2 separate regions of the Rattus norvegicus genome follow, and region 2 is linked to region 1. The links are chromatin contacts, called in public Hi-C maps. All regions are on one chromosome and are shown on one strand. The core of a region is the stretch at or near the end of the contact, and the rest is flanking DNA. Distances in the headings are between cores, read along the strand shown. Region 1 overlaps Nsmce2 (NSE2/MMS21 homolog, SMC5-SMC6 complex SUMO ligase). Region 2 overlaps LOC120093663 (a long non-coding RNA gene).

Evidence for each region. A called contact is a pair of places that touch in the nucleus more often than the background predicts.
Region 2: a Hi-C map of the A7r5 cell line shows a contact between it and region 1, with 4 times the contacts expected there. The contact joins two enhancer-like sites. A contact is called at or near these places in 3 of 12 Hi-C or Micro-C datasets (the A7r5 cell line, the Rat2 cell line and liver).

The regions. Positions count from the first base shown.
Region 1 is chr7:92,830,149-92,837,264 of GRCr8, reverse strand. All of the region lies in intron 2 of Nsmce2 (NSE2/MMS21 homolog, SMC5-SMC6 complex SUMO ligase), which reads right to left. Among named protein-coding and RNA genes, the nearest start is that of Nsmce2, 8.1 kb to the right of the region's middle. Within about 2 kb of position 3,049, at least 6 of the 93 cell types and tissues checked have an H3K27ac peak or open chromatin away from gene starts, as enhancers often do. A contact at or near this core is called in the A7r5 cell line, where this site is marked.
Region 2 is chr7:93,238,270-93,245,385 of GRCr8, reverse strand. LOC120093663 (a long non-coding RNA gene) reads right to left here. Exons shown (of 4, transcript XR_010053834.1): 4 at 1-4,338. Among named protein-coding and RNA genes, the nearest start is that of Trib1, 150 kb to the right of the region's middle. Within about 2 kb of position 3,120, at least 37 of the 93 cell types and tissues checked have an H3K27ac peak or open chromatin away from gene starts, as enhancers often do. A contact at or near this core is called in the A7r5 cell line, where this site is marked.

The sequences.
Region 1 (7,116 bases), core at 1,800-4,299:
ATGTGGTAGTTAGTGCATGGGAGGCGGGGGCAGAAGCAGGAAGATCTCAGTTCAAGGCCAGCCTGGTTTACAGTGAGTTCCAGGAGAGCTAGAGCTAGTGTCTCTGTCTCTGTCTCTGTCTCTCTCTCTCTCTCACACACACACACACACACACACGTGCACACATGCAGCGCACATGCACACACATGCACACACACACGTGCACACATGTACACGCACATACACACACACATATACATGCACACACACACACGCACACACAAAGCCATCCACCACCATATATCTAGAATTCAACACCTAGTATGCATTATATAGGTTCCAAACTCTAATGAACACCAGAGGGCTTTGTCTCCAGAAAATCCATCTTACGGGATTTGCACCATTAAAATAACCAACCAAACTACAACAGAAATCATTCAAATCAAAGAGCTACTTAGAACAAAACCAAACCATTACCGGCTCTCAGTATGAAAGGATATATGACACATTGTTGTGGCTAAAAACAGAAGGAACAAGGGCCGGAGAGATGGCTCAGAGGTTAAGAACACTGGCTATTCTTCCAGAGGTCCTGAGTTCAATCCCCATCCGTGATGGTTTGTATATGCTTGGCCCAGGGAGAGGCACTATTTGGAGGTGTGGCCTTGTTGGAGTAGGTGTGTCACTGTGGGTGTGAACTATAAAACCCTCATCCTAGCTGCCTGGAAGCCAGTATTCAGATGGAGATGTAGAACTCTCAGCTCCTCCCGCACCGTGCTGCAAAGTTCCTGCTTTGATGATGATGGACTGAACCTCTGAACCTGTAAGTCAGCCCCAATTAAATGTTGTTCTGATACGAGTTGCCCTGGTTATGGTGTCTGTTCACAGCAGTAAAATCCTAAGACAGACATCATCTATAATGAAATCTGGTACCCTCTTCTCGCAAGCTGGCAAACATGAGGGCAGAACATTATATACATAATAAATAAATCTTCACAATTTAAAACAAAACAAACAAATGGAGAAGCTGGTTTCCTTAAATATCAACTTAGAAAACATCAAGGCTCAGTAAAACAAGTACACAGTGTACTTCAATGATTCCACTGCTTCGATTCAGCTTGGAACAATACAAGAGTGTCACTTGTGGAGGGGAATAACTGTGAAGAGCTATGTGGCTTATGGCCCATGCTTCAAATACAAGAGGACCTCACAGACTTGCTTTCTACTTTGTTTCTATTTGGACCTATCAATGTATAAACTCAGACATGCAAGAAACAGCTAGTTAAATCTAACACTGTAAGATCTGCCCATACTGCTATTTCGAACAGCTTTTCTCTTTTCCTTTTCAAACCTTCTCTTAGCAATCTTTAACAACGCCCCCCATTGTCACTTGTCCTTACAAGGCTCATGAAGGCTCTATGCTGTATAGTGTATGGTCATCTGCCATCTCTGCTAGCTCAAACACTTTAGTAACATTCATCAGCCATTATGCCCATCAAAAAATTACATTTGACTTAGGTTTTCTCATTTTATACCTAAAATAATACAAACTCCATAAACTGGTTAAGAAGTATAGAAAATACACCAGATTATGCTTGGCATATTACTAACAGCAGTGCTACCATTTGGATAATCAATGCCCCCCAAAGGCTGTTTGTTGTATTTTAGATGGGTGCACTTGGGAGGCCTCATTGGTAGGTGTGGATGGAACCTTTGAGAGGAAGGGCTTTGTGGGAAGTGCTTAGGCTGCTAGTGGGAATTGAGATGCTGACCCTTTCCTCCTCTCTTGTTTGCTGGCAGGGACTGCAAGTTCCTGCCACAATGTGCTGCTTACTGAAGATCCCAAGAGATCGCAGACTGGAACCCCCAAACAATGAAAAGCCTTTAATTTAATGATCTCAGGTATTCTGTAATGGTGTCACAAAGCTGACTGACTCACTTGTTGAGGGTTACTGCTGTCCACAACTACTACAAGGTTAAAAGGGGGGGGAGGGGTATGAGTTAGTGACAGGTAATTGGGTTCGAATTCAAATTCTCGTTCTGCATCCTAGGCTTAACTTATTTTAACTTAGTGAGAATCATTTTCATGCCAACAGATTGAGGAGAAGGCTGTTTATTTCACTCAGTAATGGTCACTACCTAAACCTTTTCCTTTGGCAGGATGGGCCTACCTTATCTATGGTAGCTCCCTATGCTTCTCTTCGGACAGAAGCTTTTAGAATGGTTGCACCAGGAGGTTTACCCCAGGTCAGGATTAAGAAAGATGCTAATGGCAATGACACATAAACATACACCTCACACACTTTTAAGACATACACCACAGTGCAGGGAAATTCCACCAGCAAAGGAAGTAGGCAATACTAATACTACACCAAACACTAGCTTTTGGGTCTTCTGCTGAACTTGGATAAAAAGTTGCTACAGAATGTCCAACAATGAGGATAACTGCTCAAGGGCCAGCTTCCTCGGGAGAAGTTTGCTAACAAAGGTGAAGCCACTTCTCCAACCACGGCTTTTAGATTCCAATACCCAAAATGCCTTAAATGCTTGACTGACTCAGTCACTCAATAAGCATTTCCAGAAAACCTAAAACACAGAAGTCCAGGGCCAGGCTCTGAGGCAGGAAGCACATGCCTCTACAAGAATCCTATCTTCTCAGAACAATACAGGTCAGCTACAGAACTGAGACCCTCTGAATACAAGGAAAGGCAGAACAACAAGAGCTCAAGTAATTGTTTACCTAAGGAAGCCTGAATATTGCCTGTACTGTCTGATTTCCAAAATCCCAAAGTTCATTAATATGTGGACACATGCATGTAGGTATGAATGTATACATGTACTGCATCCTAGGCAGCAGTGACACACTTGTCTTTATGGAGGAAGAGCTATCCATGCACATCCATGTTGTTATCTTGATTAAACTTTTACAATCGCTTCAGAAATAATTATCATTTTGTCCTTTTACTAGGCAGCTGCATTTGGAGAAAATTTAGACTGTTAAGAGGTATGCATTTTCCTATTGGCTGCCTTAGTCAGAAATGACAACTAGAAGCCAGCAGAGGGCAGTACCACACAGAGTACAAATTACAATGCCCAACTTTTAAAAGTGTCTATGCCAGCTCCTAAAGGAAAAATGGCTCGCATGTGCTCGCTCTCACTTGTGCGCTTGCGCTCTCTCTCTCTCTCTCTCTCTCTCTCTCTCTCTCTCTCTCTCTCTCTCTCGTGTGTGTGTGTGTGTGTGTGTGTGTGTGTGTGTGTGTGTGTATAAATAAAGTACAGGGATCTGGCATAGATATAAATATGATGAAGGAGTGAGACAACTAGAAGAAAATTTGTGTTACACAATGACTGAGACAACTTATAAAAGAACTCATTTAACTGGGGCTTGCTTACAGTTTCAGTGGCTTAGTCAGTCCATGGTCCTCATGGTGGAGAGTGTGGTGATACACAGGCAGACACAGTAGCTGGGAGATCTACATTATATTTGAAGGCAGCAGGAAAGAGCCACCGGGCCTGGCCTGGGCTCTCCTCAGAGAGTACCCCCAGTGTGGTACTTCCTCCAACAAAGCCTATTCTAACAAGGCCACACCTCCTAATCCTTTCAAACAGTGCCATTCCCTGAAGACCAAGCATTCAAATCTGTGAGCCTAAGGGCAACATTCTAATTCAAACCACCACACAGGTCATATCAACAGTAGAAGGTGGGGGAACACAGACAATAACCATGGAGCTTAGCTGGGACAGACAGACACAGACTGTAATCTGAGGGTTAAAAATACACCAGGCAAAACAATTAAGAGCACATTTTCAGAAAAAACTGTGTTTGGGGGCTAGAGAAGTAGCATGTTGTAATAATATAAAAATAAAAAAGTATCGGTGTCTTTTACCCCACTGGGTCTACACCTCGGTGCCCCAAGGTATCTTGGCGGAAACACATCCCAGCCGCACACTTTCCTACACTCAAACCCTCACATAAAAGAACACACAACACAATAATCTTAGATCCAATTGGTAAGATATAATTGCCCACTTACACATACAATGCCCGGTACTATCCATCCCTTGAGAACATTAATAACAACCTGTAAATACACAGAGCAGAATCTTAACATCACCTGCCATCTTGTCCTGCCACGACTTCTCCCCTCTCTCCTTCTCTGTCCTGTCTCTCCTCCTCCCTCTAGTCTCCTCCTCTTCCTTCAAACTTCTCTCCCGCCCATCCTTCCTTCTCCAATGACAGGCTTCCTTCTATCCTGCACCTGCCCCTCACCAGTACTTTACAAATTCAATGGAGAGGTGGTTCTGGTGAAGTCACCTGAGTTCTGAGTCCTAGACTAGGCAGCTGTCCTTGGGGCAGTGGAATTAGCATCAAAATACAGTAACTTCAGGGCAAACCACAACAATAGCACAGTTGCATGAAACTCTGGGCTTGATGACAGCAACATATAAAACTGAGCATACTGATAAACACCTATTATCTCAAACTCTGGAGACAGAGAAAACTGGAAGACCAGAAGTTCAAAGTAATTCTCAGGGATATAAGGCCTGGACTTAAGGTCAGCCTTCCTGACCTGGAACTGACCCGGAACTTCCTCTCTGCTGGCTAACTTTTACAGGGCTGAAAGGATCTATGTAAGCTGCTGGGGGAAAAGAGTTATCCAAAGTCCTAATCAATGGTAAAGCTTACACACTAGGACAAGGTATGCAATAGCTCCATGTCTGTGATGATAGTAAGCAACTGTTTCTACTTGATCTGAGGCCTGATCTACAAAGTGAGGTCCAGGACAACCAAGGCTACACAGAGAAACACTGTCTAGAAAAACTGGATGGATGGATGGATGGATGGATGGATGGAAAATTCTGTAGCCAAAATATTTAGAAACTGTTAACATAAATCTAGAAACTTTTGGTCTGTTACTCTCCTCCATCTCCAGGGCTGTATTCTAGCTCTTCCCTTATTGCTTAAGGTTCTATTAAGACTTCAACAAAAGCCAAATATCTATTGTCACCAGGAACAGGTTCTAAATCAGATGAGGCAGGGTTAACACACTTAGAGACCATCGGTGACTTCTACTGCTTACCCATGAATGAATAACTGGGATGGAGATGGCCATCTTGTCCAGAATAATTACAAAAGCTGGGCAAAAATACATGTGATGACTACTTGCAGATTATGCTACAATAGCCAGACCAGAATGATAATAAGTACAGACAAGGAGACACCTGACTGGAGATTAACCCTATGATCCCCTCCCTTCCTGCACGCACTAGAGAGGAAGGATCCACATGGAACACAGAAGCCTAAAAGGATGAAAAGAGTCTGGCGGCTGCAGCAGCAAGAGCTTGCAAGACAGAATGCTGCAGCAAGCTATGACTCAGCACAGGGACTCCGTTGAGTCTGATACTGAATCCTAAGACGCCGAGGAACAAGTGCTATGAAGCAAACAACACCCACGTCCAGAGAGTACTGGGAGACACTTGAATTTCATCTATCCAGAGCCAAGCTAAGTTGCTGAACTCTCAAAGCAATCAAGGCTCCAGAAGGCTTTACCTTGTTGCATGATGTTAGCCTTACTAAAGGCCACTGTATTAGTCATAGTTCTCTAGAGGAACAGATTTTAGAGAGTGAAGCTCTATAGAGAGAAAGAAGGAGAAATAAGTTATAGGCTGTGGTCCAGCTAGTCTAACAATAGCTGTCTACCAACAGAAGGCCCAAAAATCAGTCAGTCCACGAGGCTAGATGTCTCAGCTGATCTCCACAATACTCTGGAACCCCAAAGAAGTAGGCTCTAAAGCCAGTGAAGGGATGGATTTGCCAGTGGGAGTAAGAGCAAACAGGCAAAGACTAAAAGCTTCCTTCTTCCATGTCCTTTATATAGGCTGCCAGCAGAGGTGCCAGCAGATAAAAGGATCTTTCCTACCTCAAAAGATCCAGAATAAAACAGGTCTTCCCACTTCAAATGATTTGATTAAGAAAAAAATCCATCGCATGTGTATATCCAGTCACTTCGGTTTTAATTAATTCCAGATGTAGTCAAGTTGATAACCAAGAATGACCATCACGTCTACCTTAGGCCGACTCTTAACAAAGATTATCAATACTGGAATAGAGCCACCTGATCCACAAATTATTTGGCTTTCCACCAAAACAAACTTCAACTCTCTTTAAAAGAAGATATTTGTTTTCTGTTGCTGTGATAAACACCACAATCAGAAGCTACTTAGGGAGGAAAAGGTTTATACATCTTACAGATTATAGCCATCTATCAAGGGAAGCCAAGGCAGAAGCTTGAACCAAAAAGCAGGCAGGAAACACTGCTTACTGGCATGCTCTGTTACTTTCCTAATACAGCCCAGGCCTACCTGCCTATAGATGGCACCGCCCAGTTAGCAATTAAGAAAATGCTTCACAGACATGGCCACAGGCAAATATAATCTAGACACATCTTTAGTTGATTGAGGCTATGTCTTCCAAGGTGACACCAAGTTTATTTTAAGTTGACAGCTAAAGGAAGCCAACTAAAACAGAAAGCAACAAAACTTAAACTGGCAACAACGTATCCATAAGGAAGTTAGCCTAGAATGACACTGAGAAAAAGGACAATAATGACAGACAATGATTTTAAAAGAGCTACTAGAAACATGGCCCATGTAGTTGAGGAGGAAGAAGGGGCCAGCGACATGCCTCAGGCAATAGCGTAGGCCTGATGATCTGAGTCTGATTCCCTAGAACCTACACAAATGTGAAAGGAAAGAGCTGATTCCACAGAAGTGTTGTTTGAAGTACAGTGTTGCCAGGCATGTGCACACGCACATCATGCAGGTGCACGTGTGCATGCACTCGCGCACACACACTTTTTTTTAAAGAATGAAGAGGGAGGCTGAAAGATGTTTTGGGGCATAAGAGCACATACAGCTCTCACAACTGTAGCTGAAATCCTAAAAGGAAAGGAGACTGGCAAGAGGGAACTTTTGGAAGAAATAGTACAGAAATTCTTCCAACTGGACATTTAAGTTCTTAGAGCCTTAAAACTCAGTCAGGATAAGTAAAGGGAAAAAAAATGTACATCACAAATTGTTCAAAAACTATTTTTGAAAAAAGTAGGGAAAAAAAGATATTACTCCTCTGGCTCTAAATAT
Region 2 (7,116 bases), core at 1,871-4,370, 410 kb before region 1:
ACTTGAAGGCCTTCTACAGCTTACCAGGTCTGCAAAGTCAAGGTCACCCTCCACAGTGAGATAATCAAAACCCCTCTGTCTAAGTCCCAGTTTTAGGTTCCCATGGCAAAACCAGATTACTTAGGTTCAAATCCTATCTGTGGAATGTTCTAGCCATGTAGCTTTGGACAGTTTAACTAACTTCTGCATAAGTTAGGGTTTGAGTGACAAATGCCCCACCTCCTCAGACATGTTTAAACAATTGGTTCTTGTTGGTGGCTCTGTTGGAAGAAGGTATGGAACTTTGGGGAGGTGGAGCCTAGCTGGAGGACATATGCCTCTGTTTATAGTCGGGCTCCACTTCCTGTCCCATCTCTGCTCCCTGGTACTCGGAGATGTAAGCAAACACCTTGGGAATTCTCCCACCACTATGCCTTCCCACCGTAAGGAACCCTCCAATTCTTATGCTGCTTCTTATTAAGTAATTCATCACAGTGACAAAAGTGAGTAACATGCTGTGCTTCAGTGTTATAAACCATAAGATGGGAACAATAACAGTATTTTCTTTATAGCATTGTTGCACAAATCAAACCAGCTGATATGCGTGAAGCAGTGAAGCATATATAATATTACATATTACAGAGAAGACTGTATTGCATTGCATTAAACTTTGGTTAACTTAATCATACACATCCCCCCATCCTACAGCACATCCGGCATGAGGTGACAAGCTTTCCTAAGGATCCACAGGGACAAGGCATCATTCCTGTCAGAAACCAGCTTGCAGACACAGGCCTTGAAGAGCAAGGAGGCACTCCCCATTGAAGTGGGGGGTGGGGAGTGGAGGAATCAGTCATGAGCACAGGATAATTGGTGCTTGAAAGAGTGGGATGTGTCTGTGCCAGGCCAGATGAGTGTTGCTAGAACCGGAAGTGGGAAGTGGGCCCTAGGAGGTGAGGTTGATAGAAGAGGGAGGCGAAATTTTAGAGAAATTGAAAACTCAACTGAGGGCCTAGAGAAAGGCACCACACCATGCTTGTCCTTGTAATGTAGAGGCTCCACATGTTCCTGCTCTCAGCAAACACAGAGCCAATGCTGGGTCCCAAATGCAAGGGGTGGTCAGAGAACTTACCTAGATAACTAAAGAAAGGAAGAGATGAAGATCCTGGGCTCTAGGCAACCCCTGTTGAGCATGGGCTGTGGGAGTGCTTTCCAGAAAGGAGGAGTGCAATGGGATGAGGAAGGGCTGAGGCCTTTGCTGTGGGAGGTGAAGGGAGGAAGTTCCGGTCTGTGAGAAGGCACAAGAGCATGAACCTGTAAGCATCTGGGAGATCTGCTAATGACCCAGCTGAGTAAAGGGTACACAGGTGCCAAGGAGGGGGAATGGAAACAGGGGAGGAGGTGAACAGAGGTGAGCAGAGATAGCACCAGGCCAAGGTCATCATCTGGGATGTAACGAGCTGAGTAGAAAAACTTGTAGGAGTAAAGTGATGTTAGAGGTGATCTTTTAGAAAGAACCCTGATGGTTCCCCTACCAGCAGAGACAAGAGTGTTGCTGGAAGAGGTTAGATGATTCTTGATAAGACATCATCCATGACAAAGGACAAGGTAGCCACAGTAGAAAGGAAGACAGGAAAGGGACAGCATGAGGGGAAGGCATGATGACCTGTGGACTGCCTGAGTTGATGGTGTCTGAAAAACAGAGATGCCCAGGAAGAAGGCAGGTCAACTCCAGTTGCTGGAAGAGAAGAAAATGGGCTACATTGCCACTGCCGTAAGAAAGAGTCTCTGGGATAAGGGTGTATAATCAGAGGAGGGCTCTAGCTTAGAGGCAGCCCACATTTATGATGTTGGGAACCTCAGAAGGGATGAGGAGGAAAGTCAAGGAAGGAGGCTGCCCCCTAGGTAGTTTCGTTCCTCTGCCAAAGGCTCAGCCCCTGACAGGAAGCCCCTCACAGCTTCACTTTCTAGAAGTTTGTTCCTTCGTTTTTATTTCCACGGTACCAGGAATTGAACCCAGGGCCTTGTACATGCTAGGTAAGCATTCTACCACCAAGCTACTTTCCCTAGCCTCAAATTTCTGGAGTCTAGTAAACAGTCAGTCTTCAGGCCCAAAGCTACTGATGGTTCCGTGGTGTTAGTCCCACCTTGTGGAACTTCCACACTCTGTAAACATTGCTTCCATTAAAGTCTCTTTGTTGTAAAGATGGAGGAGAGATGGATAGATGGAAGGTAAATAGTTAGGGAGATAGAACAGATAAAGTCACAATGGAAATGGGAAAAAGACAGCTAGAGAGGCAGGAAAAGAACAGGAGTCAAGAGAAAAGTGAACTTCAAATCAAGTGGACATTCCCTTTAGTTTAAAGGGGAGCTTTGGATTTACCATAAGAAGGTCAATGATGACCTCAATGAAAGTAGGTTCATACTGTGTGGGAATCTGTTGGTAGAGATCAAAGAATGAGGGGGAGTTAGAGAAGTGAGATGCTTGTTTTATCCCCTGATTTCTGCCTACAATTCTGTTCAAATGTGGCCTCCTTCACAAGCTTTCTTTGAACCTCTCTCTTCCTGAACATCCAGTGGGCTGTGTGCCCATCCCAGCTCCCAGCCCCAGATACACACACACACACACACACACACACACACACACACACACACACACACTTGTAGAATTTTGTAAAGAATACAGTTATAGAAGGTACACTGGGCTTGAGGCTCACCCATCTTCTCTACTTCCTGGGAAGAAATCAAATATTGTCTGACTTGGCCAGAAACAGGCTCTAGGATGCCCGGCCCAGTCCCCTTGTCCCCACAAGAAGGAGGAGTATCTTCCCAGCTGCCATTTATCTATGTCCTCATAAAAGAAACAGCACACCCTACAAGTTTCTTTGTCTAGGAAAATTGTAGGGGCATCCCATTTTCCTATGACTTGGTAGCCACAAGCATCTCCCCTCTCCTTCTCTGGGCCTATCAAAGCCCCAAGGCACCTGTCACAAGAACATCCAATCTGTCTCTTGGTTTTAATAAAGAGCCCGGCTATTTCTACCCAGCTACCTTGGGTGTCACTACCTAGATCTGTCACTCCAGGGTGAGTCAGTTCAGCCTTGACCACACAGCACACACAGCACCAGCCAAGGAGGCATCACCCACACAGAGAAGAACTATTTATAACCAGCCACAAAGCTGAGAACTTCCGGAGCTGGGCTGGCACAGTACTCATGTCGACTCGGTCAGTCTCATAACAACCTGAGAGGCTGTGTTTTCTGATCCCAGTTTCTAAAACAGGAACCTGGAAAAGATTTGTGCTTGAAATAATTTGATATCTTCAGATCCAAATATCTCTTCTTGGCACTCATGAGGGAATGAGCCAGGAAGGAGAAGGCAGCTAATACTTTTGCTAGGTGTGTGATGGGTGGCAGGGGCAGAAGTATTCTCTTACGCAGTTCTCACAGCAACAACTCAAAAGAGCTCTACTTTATGGACAGTCCTTCTAAACTCCGAAGGACCCCGTCTTTCCAAATAATGGTAGAACACAGGGCTATATGGTTTAGACTCAAGCATCCCAGTGGCAGGCAAGTCCTTTCTCTCTTCTATTGAATCTCCTTAATAATTCATGACTCAAACTAAGGCTTGGGCAGATTAGAATGTCCTGATTAAGGCTCGTCTATAAGTGTGACCTCTGGGGGTCTGGGCAGACAAGTACATTGGAATGAAGAAGGGGGGGGGGGTCTTATGATGGTCCCATCCCCAGGCTCAGGGGCTGAGTTCTGTGCTTTATATGGAGAGTAAAGTGGGGGTCAATGATGCTGCCGTCTGCTCTGTGTCTTCCTTGCTTCACTCAGTCCTGGATTGGTTTCCAAACCACCCAAAAAATGGCTGGGCTTCTTAGAAAATGAGTCAGTCACAGTGCATGGAAAAGAAGCTGTTTGTCTTGTTTTCTGGGCCCAAGTAGAGGTCGCTCTTGCACAATCCTGCAGGTCTCCCAGGTTTAGAGACGTCGGGGCCTGTGTGCTCTTCCTGGTCAGTTATTATACTGATCATCTGTGTGGGGCCATCACTCCAGGCTCAGCTGGCAAAGACAATGTATAGCTCTGCTTGGGATCCTCAGGAGTACTCTGTGATGGTTTATATATGCTTGGCCCAGGGAAGGGCACTACTAGGAGGTGTGGCCTTGTTGGAGTAGGTGTGGCCTTGTTGGAGAAAATGTGTCACTGTAGGTGTGGGTTTTGAGACCCTTCTCCTAGCCACATGGGAGTCAGTTTCTCTTGTTTGACAAGATACAGAACTCTCAGCTTCTCCTGCGCCATGCCAGCCTGGACACTGCCATGCTTCCTGCCATGATAATGGACTGAACCTCTGAACCTGTAAGCCAGCACAAATAAAATGTTATCCTCTGTAAGAGATGCCTTGATCATGATGTCTTTTCACAGCAGTAAAATCCTAACTAAAACAGACCCTATCTCTCACCTGTGGTGACAGTAGGCCATACCTTGGTGTCTTTGACACTGGCATATACAACTCCCTTTCCTAACCAAATACTATGAGTGGCCTGTTCCCAGGAAAGGAATGGGAATGGTATCTGCTTTACTGCAAGGACTATCTAGACAGCCACTCCAGTGAGAATCTGAAGAAACCCAACTACGTCCTGTCAGCCGCTGTACAAGCAACTGGAGTAATGAGGGTAGAAAACTGAGTTAAATGAACGTGGGTTCAAATTCTGGTACCAACAGATTGCTATGCAACTAAGAGCTTTTGCCTGCCTGGCCTCATCTATGAAATAGATGGCTTCCTCAAAGGTCAAACACAGACATGATGAGGTCTTTGAGGATTGTGTGAACACTGAAGACAATTGTGTATGAGAAGATGCCCCAATTTATGTTCGGCCCCCGTACCCCACTTTCCTGTGGCCTCTTCCATATGTGAGGTCATAGGCCTCATACACACAGACTCAGCAGCTGCAGGACCCCTAACTCCCATATTCATGTGGATATGGACCTTTCAAGATTCTGCCATTAGCCATTTACTGCTCTCAAGCATGGGACAGATTCCTCACATTCTTTCCCCAGATAATGCACCACCTCTGAGGAAAAAAAAAATGTTACCAGTTCATATCTCATACTCTCTATGTGGACTCTAGGGCTGGTCCTCAGTTGCCCAGCAAGGACCTGACAGGGTTTGGCCTGCACTCAAGTTCTAATCCTAAACTCCATCTGCGTCATTGATTCTGGGCCTTCATGGAACCCTTTCAAGGGCTGTTGGTTTCCAGAAAGAAGGCTCGGCTGGCTCCCACATTTTCACAGAAATTCCTTGGGGTCTCTCAGATATTGGCAGCAGCTGAAAATGGTAATAAACTTTTATTTCCTGCCCTAATTCTTCATAAAGTTGAAATATAAAATTACCAAAAGATAGAGGAACACCTCTTGAGACCCCACTGGACGTTTTTCATGGAGGCTTCCAGATTCTTCCATCTACCAGATCTGTACTTCCAATTCGGAACGTCTGTACTGAGGACACCTGCCCCACTCTTTCCCCCAGAAGAAGCAGTAAGGTGAAGCTCAGATGTGACAGCTTAATTGGATCACAGAGACACTGGAGGCCAGGTGACTGACTTCTCTCTACCAGCCTTCATGGGTCACCTAGCTACAGTGTGAACTCAATTGTTTTCCCTAAAGAAAACACTGGTCATTGTACTCAAGGGCATTTACTGTCCCTTCCCTGGACCTTAAAACCAAAGACATAATGACTTTTATAGTTTTTTTATATTCAGCCACACATTCAGTTTGACCAACATTAAGCCCCTCTGATATAAGAACCATCAGAGAAACCTTTCTGGCAAGTCAGGTGCCTTGAACCCAACCCAGGTGCAGTGACCAAAATTTCCAGGGGTCTTCCAGGAAAGTCTCCTGCAAAGAAGGACCATTCTGATTTGGAGCTAAAACTAGGAACCACCAAGTCAAAAGTTAATCACTAGAAATTAATACCTAGGACCTACTTAGTACCAAGAGAGTTACCACATTTAACCTCTCCACAAGCCAGCAAAGTGAGTTTTCTTAGTTCTATTGGGATAAGGAGGTAGGGAAAGACTATGCTTGCAAAGGTTAAAGGTCTTCCTTCCTGATCCCCACAGATGTTGTGAGGCAGAATTCGGGGTTTTTCTTTCCTACATTAAAGCCCAGCCACTTGTTCCCATGCCCCTGACTTCTGAGTTTATGACATGAAACCTTCTGTGCTCATAGACCTCAAGAGCTGGGAAAGTCCATGGTGACATGATAAGACCCCAAGGAAGGACCAGAGGAGATATTTGAGAGAGGAGACGTGACCTTTGAACTGGGTCTTGAATGATACTGACATTTTTTTTAAAGATTTATTCATTTATTATATATAAGTACACTGTAGCTGTCTTCAGATACACCAGAAGAGGGCATTGGATCTCTTTACAGATGGTTGTGAGCCACCATGTGGTTGCTGGGAATTGAACTCATGACCTCTGGAAGAGCAGTCGGGTGCTCTTAACCGCTGAGCCATCTCTCCAGCCCGATACTGACATTTTTATCTCCCATATTGCCATCAGTAGATTTAGATTACATGTCTAGACATCATGTCATGTACTGTGTTTGATCTGAGAGATGAGAAGGTAAAAAAATACATCATCCACTCTCCAGGATCCCCTGTTTCTAACATGCTGACTCCTTGGGGCCTCACATCTCCCTCTGGAACTGCAACAGACCCTCTTCTCCCTCCTCCCCCACTCTACTTCCCACGCTTAAGCTTCCTAGGGTACAATCAGATAGTTCAGAGAGCCCTCAAAGCCAGGACTGTCATGGTCACCTAGGAAATGGGGATATTACAGGGTGAGCTAAAGAAAGAGTCACCTGCACCACACCCAGAGCGTGAGTCATAACACCCAGACCCCTGAGAAAGGGGGTGATAAGTGCCACTTCCCTGGGAAGTCAGGGAGGGAGATGAGATAAAGGAGAAAGTGCTTTGAGCTCTTCCGAAGAAAGAAGCCACAAGCAGACCCAGGGTATTATTACCAGTATCATTATGCCTCAATTAAAGGGACATGCATATGACTACATGACGAGTCATTAACTTGTGCTGCGGCCCACACATGGTTGTATTTTAATGTAATTTCATTTT